Regions from separate parts of the Gossypium hirsutum genome. Here all the other regions are linked to region 3. A link is a contact called in public Hi-C data. All regions are on one chromosome and are shown on one strand. Each heading gives the region's core, a stretch centred on a gene start, on an enhancer-like site or on the middle of the called end of the contact. The rest is flanking DNA. Distances are from core to core; before and after follow the strand shown.

Region 1 (3,767 bases), core at 397-2,896, 250 kb before region 3:
TCTTTTATATATAATAATATAATATAATATAATATAATATAATATACTTAATTATTAAATAAATATATATATATTTTTAATCAATAAAATCTTTGATATTTTCTATGTTAAACCGCCTCAGCTATAGGAAATGGTTTAATTTCCTCTTACTTTAATCTATAATTAAACTTTTACTCTTATTCAATTTAATCCTTTTTACTAATTACTCTAAATTAAGCTAAATTTACTTAATTAAAACCTAATTAAACACAATACTAGACTCATAAATATTTTTAATAATTATTTTCGAACTTATTTCACTAAGACGGAGGCCCGATAACATACTTTTCTAGTGCCCACGGATTTTGGGTTGTTACATCCTCTATAGGTAATTTTACTTTTATATAAAAATTAACTTAAATCAAGCTTAATATTATTATATTGATAATAAATTTTGTTTTATGCTTAAAAATATTTAAAATTATTAAAATATTGATATAAAATATTATATTTTTCAACATTATTAAACATACATATTTAATTATTTATATTTAGTCATATAATAAATTATTAATATAATTTATTATTTTAATAAATTATTTAACATTTAAATTTTATTTTAATAATAAATTTTAAAAATAATAATTTTAAATAATATTCTTCACATATTATTAAAAATAATCAATATTAATATTTTAATAACAAATATTTATTACAATTATAAATTTATTAATAATAAATATTTTGTAGTATAAAGGTTAAAATATGCTATAAGTCTATGTACTCTTCACAAATTTACAATTTAGTCTCTGTATTTTTATTTTCAAAAATTTAATCCCTCTACTTTTTAGATTGAAAAATCAAGTCCAATTATTGACATTGTTAAATTTATTTTTGTCAATTTTGTTGATGTCACATTTTTAAATAAAAAAAACTCAATTGGTAGTCATGTAACTAAAAAATGACGTTGTAATGAACTTGAATTTAACAAAATATTTTTAATATATGCAAAAATAATGTAAAATATAAATTTATAAATATAAATTAAATTAAATTAAACAATAAAAAGATAAGAAAATCTCAAATGTATGTTTGTTTCATTAAAAAAAATTTTATGAAATATTTTTAAGAAATCCGTCAAACAACAGAAAATATTTTACATAGATTCATCCAAACACCAGAAAATATTAAATTTTAGAGGAAAGTAAATTATTTTCCAGAAATCATTTTTCGAAAATTATTTTCAATGAAGCAAACAAACCCTTAATATATAATTAATAGATGTAATAAAGAATGCATAATGCAATTAAAATGTAAGTATTATATTAAAATAAAAGTTCTGGTTTAACAGTAAAGTTAATGTTTTATTGATGTAATTAGTATTGGTTCAAATCCCATTACATGTAATTTTTTCGTTGGGTTTTTAATAAAATAAAATAAAAAGATCAAAATAGCTTCAAATAATATAACTTATTTTAATTACAAAAAAATATTTTCATAATTCCTCTAATTAAATTAGTGTTTAATTGACTCGTGATATTGACATTATAAAGTAAAATTTAAATTTGTTAGTCTCCACCTAACAATAGAAATGTGTTCTAGAAGGGCTTTGAAGAACTAGAAAAATGTTATAATTCCGGAAGCCCAACTGAGAAAGGGCCAGTGTGGGGATGATGAATGCTCGAACTGAGAAATATCTTCATCATTATCAGGAACCCAGTCTTGTGTTGGGCCGATGGATAAAAAATAGTAACGTAACAAAAAGAAGATGCTGAGTCGCTGTCTATGCTTCTTCACTGCTTTTGCATCGGTTAGGACTCATTTCTGTATTGCTGGTATCTGTCTCTCTCTTTCTTTACCAATTTCCAGAACACAACGCCCAGTACCCAACACCTCTAACAACAACAACAAAAAACAGACGATCCCCGCCCTCAACCAAAAAAGAAATGCTGCAAGATATGAAGCAGAGACAGTTTCGATGGGGAAGGATTAAGATTCCCATGTTTGTTGTTTGTTTTGGTTTGTTTCTTTGCTTCTCAAATGTTAATGCTTCCATTCATGAGTATAGAATGGAAGCTTTTAGCCCAAAATCTGATGCTTTCTTTTTCCATGGAGGCAGTGAAGGTCTCTATGCTTCTAAGCTCCATGAACCCACCACTGATGCTTCTTCTGAAACCAAACCATCTTTCAAGGGGAAGTCCATCATCAGGTACTTTTTTATATATATTTACTCTTCCTTTACTTGATCTTTGCTTTTGCTTTTGCTTTTGCCTTTCCTTTCATTTGAAGAATTATTTTTACTCTTTCTAATTCTTCTACTGTTGGTTTTGATTTTTTTTGGACTTTGATTCACATTGAAAATCATCATCATTTCACGCGATAGTATGATGATGCCCTTTCCATTTCGAAACCCTAGCTACTGTTTAGTTAACAATTTGATTGGCCATGTGCTTAATTTGGTAGATACATAGTGTCTGTCAAAATTTGGTAGTGATTGTTGTTGATGTTACTGTACATGTTGGAGTATTTTCAGTTTTGATCCGGTCACCTTTGTGAGACCGAAAGAGACTGCAAAAAGCCATCATCAAATGCAGCAGAACACGGGATTAGTGGAAGCAATCATACTTGAAGTTAAAGATAGAGCAAGGATTGGAGGGTCTTCTTTAAAATCCGATGCCATTTGCTGCGACAAACAACTTGCGGACCAGGGGTCCTGCAACCAAGGTGAGGTTATCATCCAACATAACCCGAACAACCTTGGGTGGCCTAAACGGATTAAGACCTTTTTCCAAGGAGACAATGAAGAAGCTAAAATGGATGTTGAAACAGTTGAGATAAACAGCACCGGGATGTACTACCTTTATTTTATGTTCTGCGATCCCCAACTCAAGGGTACTCTTATTAAAGGAAGGACCGTCTGGAAGAACCCCAATGGTTATTTACCTGGGAAGATGGCTCCGTTGATGACATTTTATGGTCTCATGTCTTTGGCTTACCTTGTGCTTGGTCTTGCCTGGTTTCTAAGGTTCGTTCAGTTCTGGAAGGATATCATCCATTTACACTACCATATCACCCTTGTTATTGCACTTGGAATGTGTGAGATGGCTGTCTGGTACTTTGAATATTCTAATTTCAATTCAACTGGGACCAGACCAATGGGTATTACGTTGTGGGCAGTCACATTTGGCTCTGTTAAGAAAACTTTATCTCGCCTTCTTCTTTTGGTGGTTTCCATGGGCTTTGGTGTAGTGAGGCCAACACTTGGTGGCTTAACATCCAAAGTAGTTCTGCTTGGTCTGATATATTTTATTGCGACAGAGGCACTTGAGCTAGTAGAACACTTGGGGAACATTAATGACTTTTCTGGGAAAGCGAAGTTAGTTTTGGTACTACCTGTTGCGTTTTTGGATGCTTGTTTTATTCTATGGATTTTCTCATCACTGTCAAAAACTTTGGAGAAACTTCAGGTAAGACTCGTTTCACTTAAAACTATCAGTACTTATTTGGGATCAATAGCGATAGATGTAGAAACTGATAGACATGACTAGGCAATATATGTATCTGCGGCATGACGCTCTATCAGAAATCAAAATTCACTAAGCCTTGCTACCGTATTTGTAGGGTGTTTAGTTACTAAAAATTTCCTGGTGGCAGTAGGGTCTGTATAAATAAGTCAATTTACTGAAACAATAAGTTATTCATATCAGCTGTACTCTTATCTAAATTGCAACAACTTTTAAAATGGTCTATTTATTTCCATTTCTTCTATTTCTTGGGTGTAGATGAGG
Region 2 (3,435 bases), core at 281-2,780, 180 kb before region 3:
ACCTCTGTGACTTTGAAAATTGTTTTAGTTTCAAAAATTTTTGTATGAGCTCGGTTTAGTCCCGACCCCTTTTCTAAAGCATGATTAAGGTCTCGTTGACCTATATAAGGGACTCTATAATGATGTTTGACTATGTTTGTGGATGTTGATATTGAATTGTTTGCAAATTGTTTCGATTTGTTCGGTAATGCCTTTAACCCTAATCCAGCGACGGATACGGGTTAAGAGTGTTACATAGAGTGCGCATGTCGATTGTGTTAGCCTATTGTTTTAGGTGTGGTGTACATCTTCCTTCATTAAAATAAAATAAAAGAATGAAAACTATAATGATATTTTGGGTTCAAATCTCATATATGTATGTAGTTTTTTAAAGTTTATATAAAAATATAAAAAGACAAAAGTATTCTCAAAATAATATTTATCAATTTATAAAAATAATATTTTCCTTGTAATTTTAACAAATGAGTTGATGGATGACACATCCCATGATATGAGTGAAAACAATTATGTAACAAATATATTTATAAAGGCAATGTTAGCTAATTGTTGATTGCAGTGGCTGGTTTGACCAGCTGGTTCTATTAACGGTTTATTTAAAAATGTTTGGTAAAACTTAGTTGATAATTGAATGTTGAATGTTGAACGTTGATATATGTAAAATAACAAATAAGGGTATGCCACATTTTATTGTTAAGTATTTATTTATTTATAATGCTTTAACCTTTATCTAGTGAAATTATTGAAATAAAATACTACTACTAAGGAATTAAAATATTCATTATAGAAATTAATTAGAGAATATTTTTAAAATTTTAAATAAACAACGTTCTTTATTTGTAAATATTAACATTGTAGAAATTGATAAATATTAATAGTGTATCAATATAATTATAAATTATATTCTTAGTGATAATTATGTCATATTCTTAATATGTAAACAAGTGATAATTATACTACACTCTGAATAAATTTGGCAACTAGCATATTTTAATTAATATAAACTTGCATAAGAAATCATTTTACACAAGTAAATTAAAAATAAATTAATAGTACAAAAATATTCAAGAAATAAATACATGTGACAAAGAGAGAAAATTTTGAGCAAACATGATCAAATATATTATCTTCAATCAAATGTAAAAAAAGTATTTTCTGTTTTTGAAGGTTTTAATTAAATAAACTATTATAAACCTACACTCACCAAAGTAATGTATATATATTTTAGAGTTTATAGAAAAAATAATACATTTGTTGAGTATTAAACTGAATTGAGATTTGATTAAATATATAATATAAATATAGATTTAGTATAGTGGTATAGTACATAATAGCAATCTTTTTTATTATCTTAAAGGGATGCGAGGAATGGGGTGGGGTTATTAACGGAGCATCGACGTGTTAAAGTCAATCGGGAATAAGACACATGTATTTCATGCATTACCCTTTCCCTTTCTACGTTTTGTCTTATCAGTATGGTAGGTGAAATAATAATATGATTATAAAAATGGAATATTATAGCAAATCACCCAATTTCACATTCACTCATCTAATTTATCCAAGCAGCCCCTCTTGTATCCTTTTTTAAATCAAAGTCGGTTTACATTACAGCTCCTTTACTTCCACAACACTTCCAAATCTTCTTTTTCTCTTTACTTTGAAAAAGCTTACAACTTTCTTCCAAATCTTTCTTCTTAAACTTCTGGGTTTTTCTTTATACGACCAAGCAAACGCCTCATTGCTGTGTCGAAAGCACAAACCAAACGGAAAAAATTGAGCTCCCTAGAAGGATTGGGAAACTTGACCAGCGAAAAGAGGCGACTTTGATACTAAGTTATTGTTGATTGAAAGATTCCCCCATCTTGGGTTATTATTAGAGAAAAAAAGTTTCTCCTGGAAAGATGAGGGAAAATTCTTGGTTTGTAATTTGCATGTGGGTTTTGTTAGTGGGGAATTGTTTGGGGAGGTTTGTGGTGGAGAAGAACAGCTTGAAGGTGACTTCGCCGGAATCAATCAAAGGGGTTTATGAGTGTGCGATTGGGAATTTTGGGGTTCCTCAGTATGGGGGTACCTTGGTTGGCACTGTTGTTTATCCTAAAGCTAATCAAGGCGCTTGCAAGTCCTTCGATGATTTTGACATCTCTTTCAAATCAAAGCCTGGGGGATTACCCACTTTTCTCCTTGTTGATCGTGGAGGTCTGCCTCTTTTTTCTTCCTATTTCTTATTTTTTATCTATCATAGATTCTCCGATTTTGGAAATAAAAGAATCGGACTATGCTTTTATTTGGCCTTTCTATTTATGTAATTTATGGTATTAAATGTTAGTAACCCTACTTAATTTTGCTGGCAGTTGACACTTGTTAAATTTAGCATTGCCCTCTGGTTTCAATTTGGTAGTTCTTAGGGATTTGAATTGGCTTTCAGTTTTTGCTCTTCTCAAAGAGCTTTAAATGCACGTGCTTATCATCTTTAACTTGGCTGTTGTGGCAGATTGTTTCTTCACCTTGAAGGCATGGAATGCTCAGAAAGCTGGAGCTGCTGCTATTCTTGTTGCTGACAGCAAGGATGAGCCCTTGATTACCATGGATACCCCTGAAGAAGAAAATGCTAATGCTGAATACCTGCAGAACATCACCATTCCATCAGCCCTTATCAGTAAATCACTAGGGGACAGCCTCAAGAAGGCCCTTAACGGTGGGGAGATGGTTAATATGAATCTTGACTGGAGGGAGTCACTTCCTCATCCTGATGAACGGGTTGAGTATGAGTTCTGGACAAATAGCAACGATGAGTGTGGGCCAAAGTGTGACAGCCAGATAGAATTTGTCAAGAACTTCAAAGGAGCTGCTCAAATACTTGAGCGGAAGGGCTACACTATGTTCACCCCCCACTATATAACTTGGTATTGCCCTGAAGCTTTTATTTTGAGCAAACAGTGCAAGTCACAGTGTATCAATCATGGGAGGTACTGTGCTCCAGATCCTGAGCAAGACTTCAGTAAAGGTTATGATGGTAAAGATGTGGTGGTTCAAAATCTTCGCCAAGCTTGCTTGTTCAAAGTTGCCAATGAAAGTGGAAAGCCATGGCTTTGGTGGGATTATGTTACGGACTTTGCTATCCGCTGCCCGATGAAAGAGAAGAAATATAACAAGGAGTGTGCTGATAAAGTTATCCAAGCCCTTGGTAGGTTAATGCTTTACTTGCAATGCTCTCTATTATATATGATTCTTAAAATGTGTCGCACAATATTGCTGCTGCTATACTGTTCTGAAGGTGCTAGTGTTGCATTTTGATTGATTTTATTTCTTCAAAAATGGAGCATACGACCATTGAATTGGTTCCTTCTTTCTGGAAATGAGCAATAAGTAATTTTTTCTTCCTGTTTACCGAAGTTGAAGAAAAAGGATTGTGTAGTAGCGCTAATGAATTTATATACA
Region 3 (3,648 bases), core at 220-2,719:
TTGTTAATAGAATAAATTTAGGCTTAATTGTGAAATTGTTTAATTTTGTGTTTAATTTTCAAATACAATCCGATGGATGTGATTTAATTCAAGTTTTAGAGTCGATTTAGTGAAAGTTAAATGCTAATATTATTTTTTAATTATGAATTTTCATCAAATCAATTCTAAAACTCGAATTAAACAATTAAAAATTAACATTGTTACTTTTGAATACCAAAATATATAACTTTTGTCAAAAATTAATGTTAGATTAGACAAAAAGGTAACACAGGTACCATGTTTAAAAAAAAGTGTTAAATTCAAGTAACAAAAATTATATAGTAAGCCTTCAATTAATTCAATTTTAGAAATTAACAAAATATTTTTATAAAAATTAAATTTATGTTTTTTTCAAGTCAACCTTCCATTAAATAAAAATGATACGATAATTTTTTTTAAAAATTAACATATTATTAATTATTTCAATAAAATATTAGAAATAACTTCTTCTTTTTTAATTTTGCTTTGGAATCATCCAAATTTAATAATGAAGGGTAAATTTTAATGAGTAACTATAAAAGTGATCACTTTTGTTTGTCTGGTATGATATTTGAATTACTTATATTTAAAATATTACGTTTTAGTCACTTATGTTATTGTTTTGTTACAAAGTGGTCACTTTACTGTTAAACTCCGTTACCTCCCTAACAGCAGCCCTACGTGGTAGTTCAAATGGGTTTTAAATGTCAACTTGGATATCCAATTTCTAGGATGAAAATAAGTTTTTAGTTAAATAAATTTAATTTGGATTGTCACGTAAAACATCTAAGTTGGCATTTAAAACCTATTTGGGCTATCACGTAAGATCGTCATTAGGGAGGTAACACCACTTCGTAACAAAACAATAACGTAAGTGACTAAAACGTAACATTTTAAACATAAATAACTAAAATGTAATCTGAGTCAAACAAAAGTGACTATTTTTACAGTTTATCCAATTTTAATTGCAAAACAATTTAATAGAATTAAAATTTCTAAGTAAAAATTGAAATCACATACAAAATAGAAAGAAGAGAAAAGATTGGTGGGAAAATAGTGCAGTACTCATCATGGCAGTAAATTTATCCCTTTAACCCATTATTGTGAAAATAGTGCGGTACTCATCATGGCAGTAAATTTATCTCTTTAACCCATTCTTGTGATTGAAAATAAGAAATTCAATTTAAACCTTACACATATTCCGGAGAAATTAAATTGAAAGCGATAGGTGGGGAAATTCCAAGCCCTCATTTATGTTCATATCATTTTAAGCGTGAAGATGATTCAAATTCAATTTTATTTCTGGGGATCAACATATATTTATTTCAAATTCAATTACAATTTTAATGCCCTACTCTTAAGGAATGTTTAAAAACAATGGAATTCCATTCCCAGAATTACAGCCAAAAGGCTTTTAAATTTCCGCGAATTTTCTTTATTCTCCCTGCACTTTATGAAAATGGGTTTAGCAAATGAAAACAAAAGCATGGAGGAAGCATCAGTTGGTCTGAGAAGATTCGGGGACGAGCAGAGCACGCTGCTGGACCAGTTCGAGAGGCTGTCCTTTGAGGCGCAGTTGAAACAAGCTATATTGGGTAGGAGCCTGTCGGAGTCCAGCCTGGTTAAAAGGTGCCGCTGCTCGCAGTTGTTGGCACAACCGCCAGCGGCGGCGCAGGTGGGTAAAGGGCGTTGTGGGTCTGGTTTCAACAGGGTCCTGAAGAAGTTGATGAAACCAATACTTGGTGGGAAAGGAAATGCTGAAAAAAACCCGGTGACCAACCCTAACAATTCCATGTTTTTTAATGCTTTTAGCAGGTCTCTACGCTTCTGATGAAATAAAAATCTTGTTTCATTTCTTTTTGTCATCCCATTTTTCTTTTTGGTAAATGCCAATCAATGACTCAGCAAGTTCCAAAAGCTGATACTTCCGTTCCCTATCTGATTATACTTGGTCATCAATCCATGTTCTCACAACAAAGACCGCAATTGCAAGCTTTGCATTTGAATGATTTTAAAGAAATAATAGTACCCTTTAAAGACACGAGTGAAACTTTCAGTAGCATGAAGCAGGATGCTGGCTGTTCAACCATATCATCCTGGCATTGTTAGATGTTAATTAATATAAACAAATAAATTAAACGGAAAAAAATGTCTGAAAATGGTTCTTTTTTTTTTTTTTTTTTGAAAGACGAGAATTTTCTTGGTTGATGTTTTGGGGCACTTTCTTCTTTTTGATACTCATGTTTGGGCTTAGTCCAATTGATAGCATTTCACTAAAGGGGCATTTACAACCGTTGGATCAACATGTTAAAATTACAACCACAATCAAGCTAAGACCGTTGAGCAGAGTAGGGACGTTTAAAACGTCATCTTCAAAAATAGCACCCAGCTTTAATAAGCAGGTGCAGACATGCCGAAACTGACAACCATGGAAACGTTACACAAGACGCTGGATCTCAGCGTGTATCGGACCAATTTTCGAATCAGGTGTCTCCTGGTTCAACGAATGGCAGCAAGAGCATCCCCTTGGATTTTCTTGTCCAAGGCAAATAGCAGAGCCTTTAAGCAAGGAAAAGAAAGAGTCGAGGTGCTTATTTCGCAGCATCTGATCCACTACCAGAAGCAGGAGGCGGCCAACCTTGAAGTACGCCAAAATCAAATTTCGCTAGGTCAGGATCTGTCGCCTTTGCTCTTTAACTGGAAGCTTGTTGTTGTTGATGAAGAACTCGTAGAAATATTTATGGAGTTCATAATTTCATTTCTAAATAAAAAAATATAGCCCGAGTAAATTCATTGAAATGGTTTAGTAATACAGAGTCGTAGTCACTTCTCTTGAACAAAATTACTCGCTATATTTTTCACTCGTTTATTGTATACAGTACTAAGAGCAACTTGTTCTGCGTGACATATAAAATATAATATTAGGGTACACGCCGGGCCTGCGATATCTGCTATCTATTTTCGAATTCTGGATGGATAAGCCAAAATTGGATGCACCTGAATCTGATGATGATCTCCTCTCCAATATCCCCAAAAGGTATTAACGCATACATTTCCTTTTCTTTCACTCCTTTTAGTTTTCCTTCTCTTATTTTCATCCTCAATTTTTTTAGCCTTTTTCTTTGTGGATTCTACTCGTGTTGATTTTAACGATTTAATTCAATTTTTATTTTAAACATTTAATATGGCTAGACAAGCCCATGAACGCCTAATCAGCTAAAAAATGGGCCCAATATTATTCTGACTCTCACAATAACATTCAATTAGACAAAATTCTCAGCCAGATGCCCTAATCAGTTATGGCTAGGTTTTTTACTCTCCCAATTCAAATCACTAGGGTGAGAAAGAAATTTGGTAGGAAATCAGGTCGTCTGGCGCCAACGGCTAGTTTTTTATGCTAACACCGACATTTGCTTCCATTATAAACACCCCCTCGCCCTTACCCATCATCTCTAAGAACTATCTTTTTACTTTGCTTCTGTTTTCTTTGCCTTTTTTGTTTTTCAATCTTAAGTTTACATCTCTTCACCCACCTCTACTTTCTCTTTAGTCACACGCTGCGCTTTTAATCTCTTCTTTCAGGTTTGCTACCCTCCCTTTTGATTTTTAATTTTCTTGGGGGTGGGGTGG

What was found. Hi-C and Micro-C count contacts between places; a contact is called where the count stands out from the background.
Region 1: a Hi-C map of leaf shows a contact between it and region 3, with 2.6 times the contacts expected there. The contact joins the promoter of LOC107896829 here to the promoter of LOC107896820 in region 3. A contact is called at or near these places in 2 of 34 Hi-C or Micro-C datasets (both in leaf).
Region 2: a contact with region 3 is called in a Hi-C map of leaf, with 2.5 times the contacts expected there. The contact joins the promoter of LOC107896826 here to the promoter of LOC107896820 in region 3. A contact is called at or near these places in 13 of 34 Hi-C or Micro-C datasets (anther, callus, leaf and 1 more).

Annotation. Positions count from the first base shown.
Region 1 is chrA10:87,884,592-87,888,358 of Gossypium_hirsutum_v2.1, reverse strand. LOC107896829 (transmembrane protein 87B) reads left to right here and starts at 1,646. Exons shown (of 5, transcript XM_016822116.2): 1 at 1,646-2,188; 2 at 2,513-3,446; 3 at 3,762-3,767. The coding sequence starts at 1,926.
Region 2 is chrA10:87,819,644-87,823,078 of Gossypium_hirsutum_v2.1, reverse strand. LOC107896826 (vacuolar-sorting receptor 1) reads left to right here and starts at 1,530. Exons shown (of 11, transcript XM_041078911.1): 1 at 1,530-2,193; 2 at 2,489-3,181. The coding sequence starts at 1,899.
Region 3 is chrA10:87,634,877-87,638,524 of Gossypium_hirsutum_v2.1, reverse strand. It overlaps LOC107896820 (zinc finger CCCH domain-containing protein 48), which reads left to right and starts at 1,469. Exons shown (of 9, transcript XM_016822101.2): 1 at 1,469-2,687; 2 at 2,944-3,055.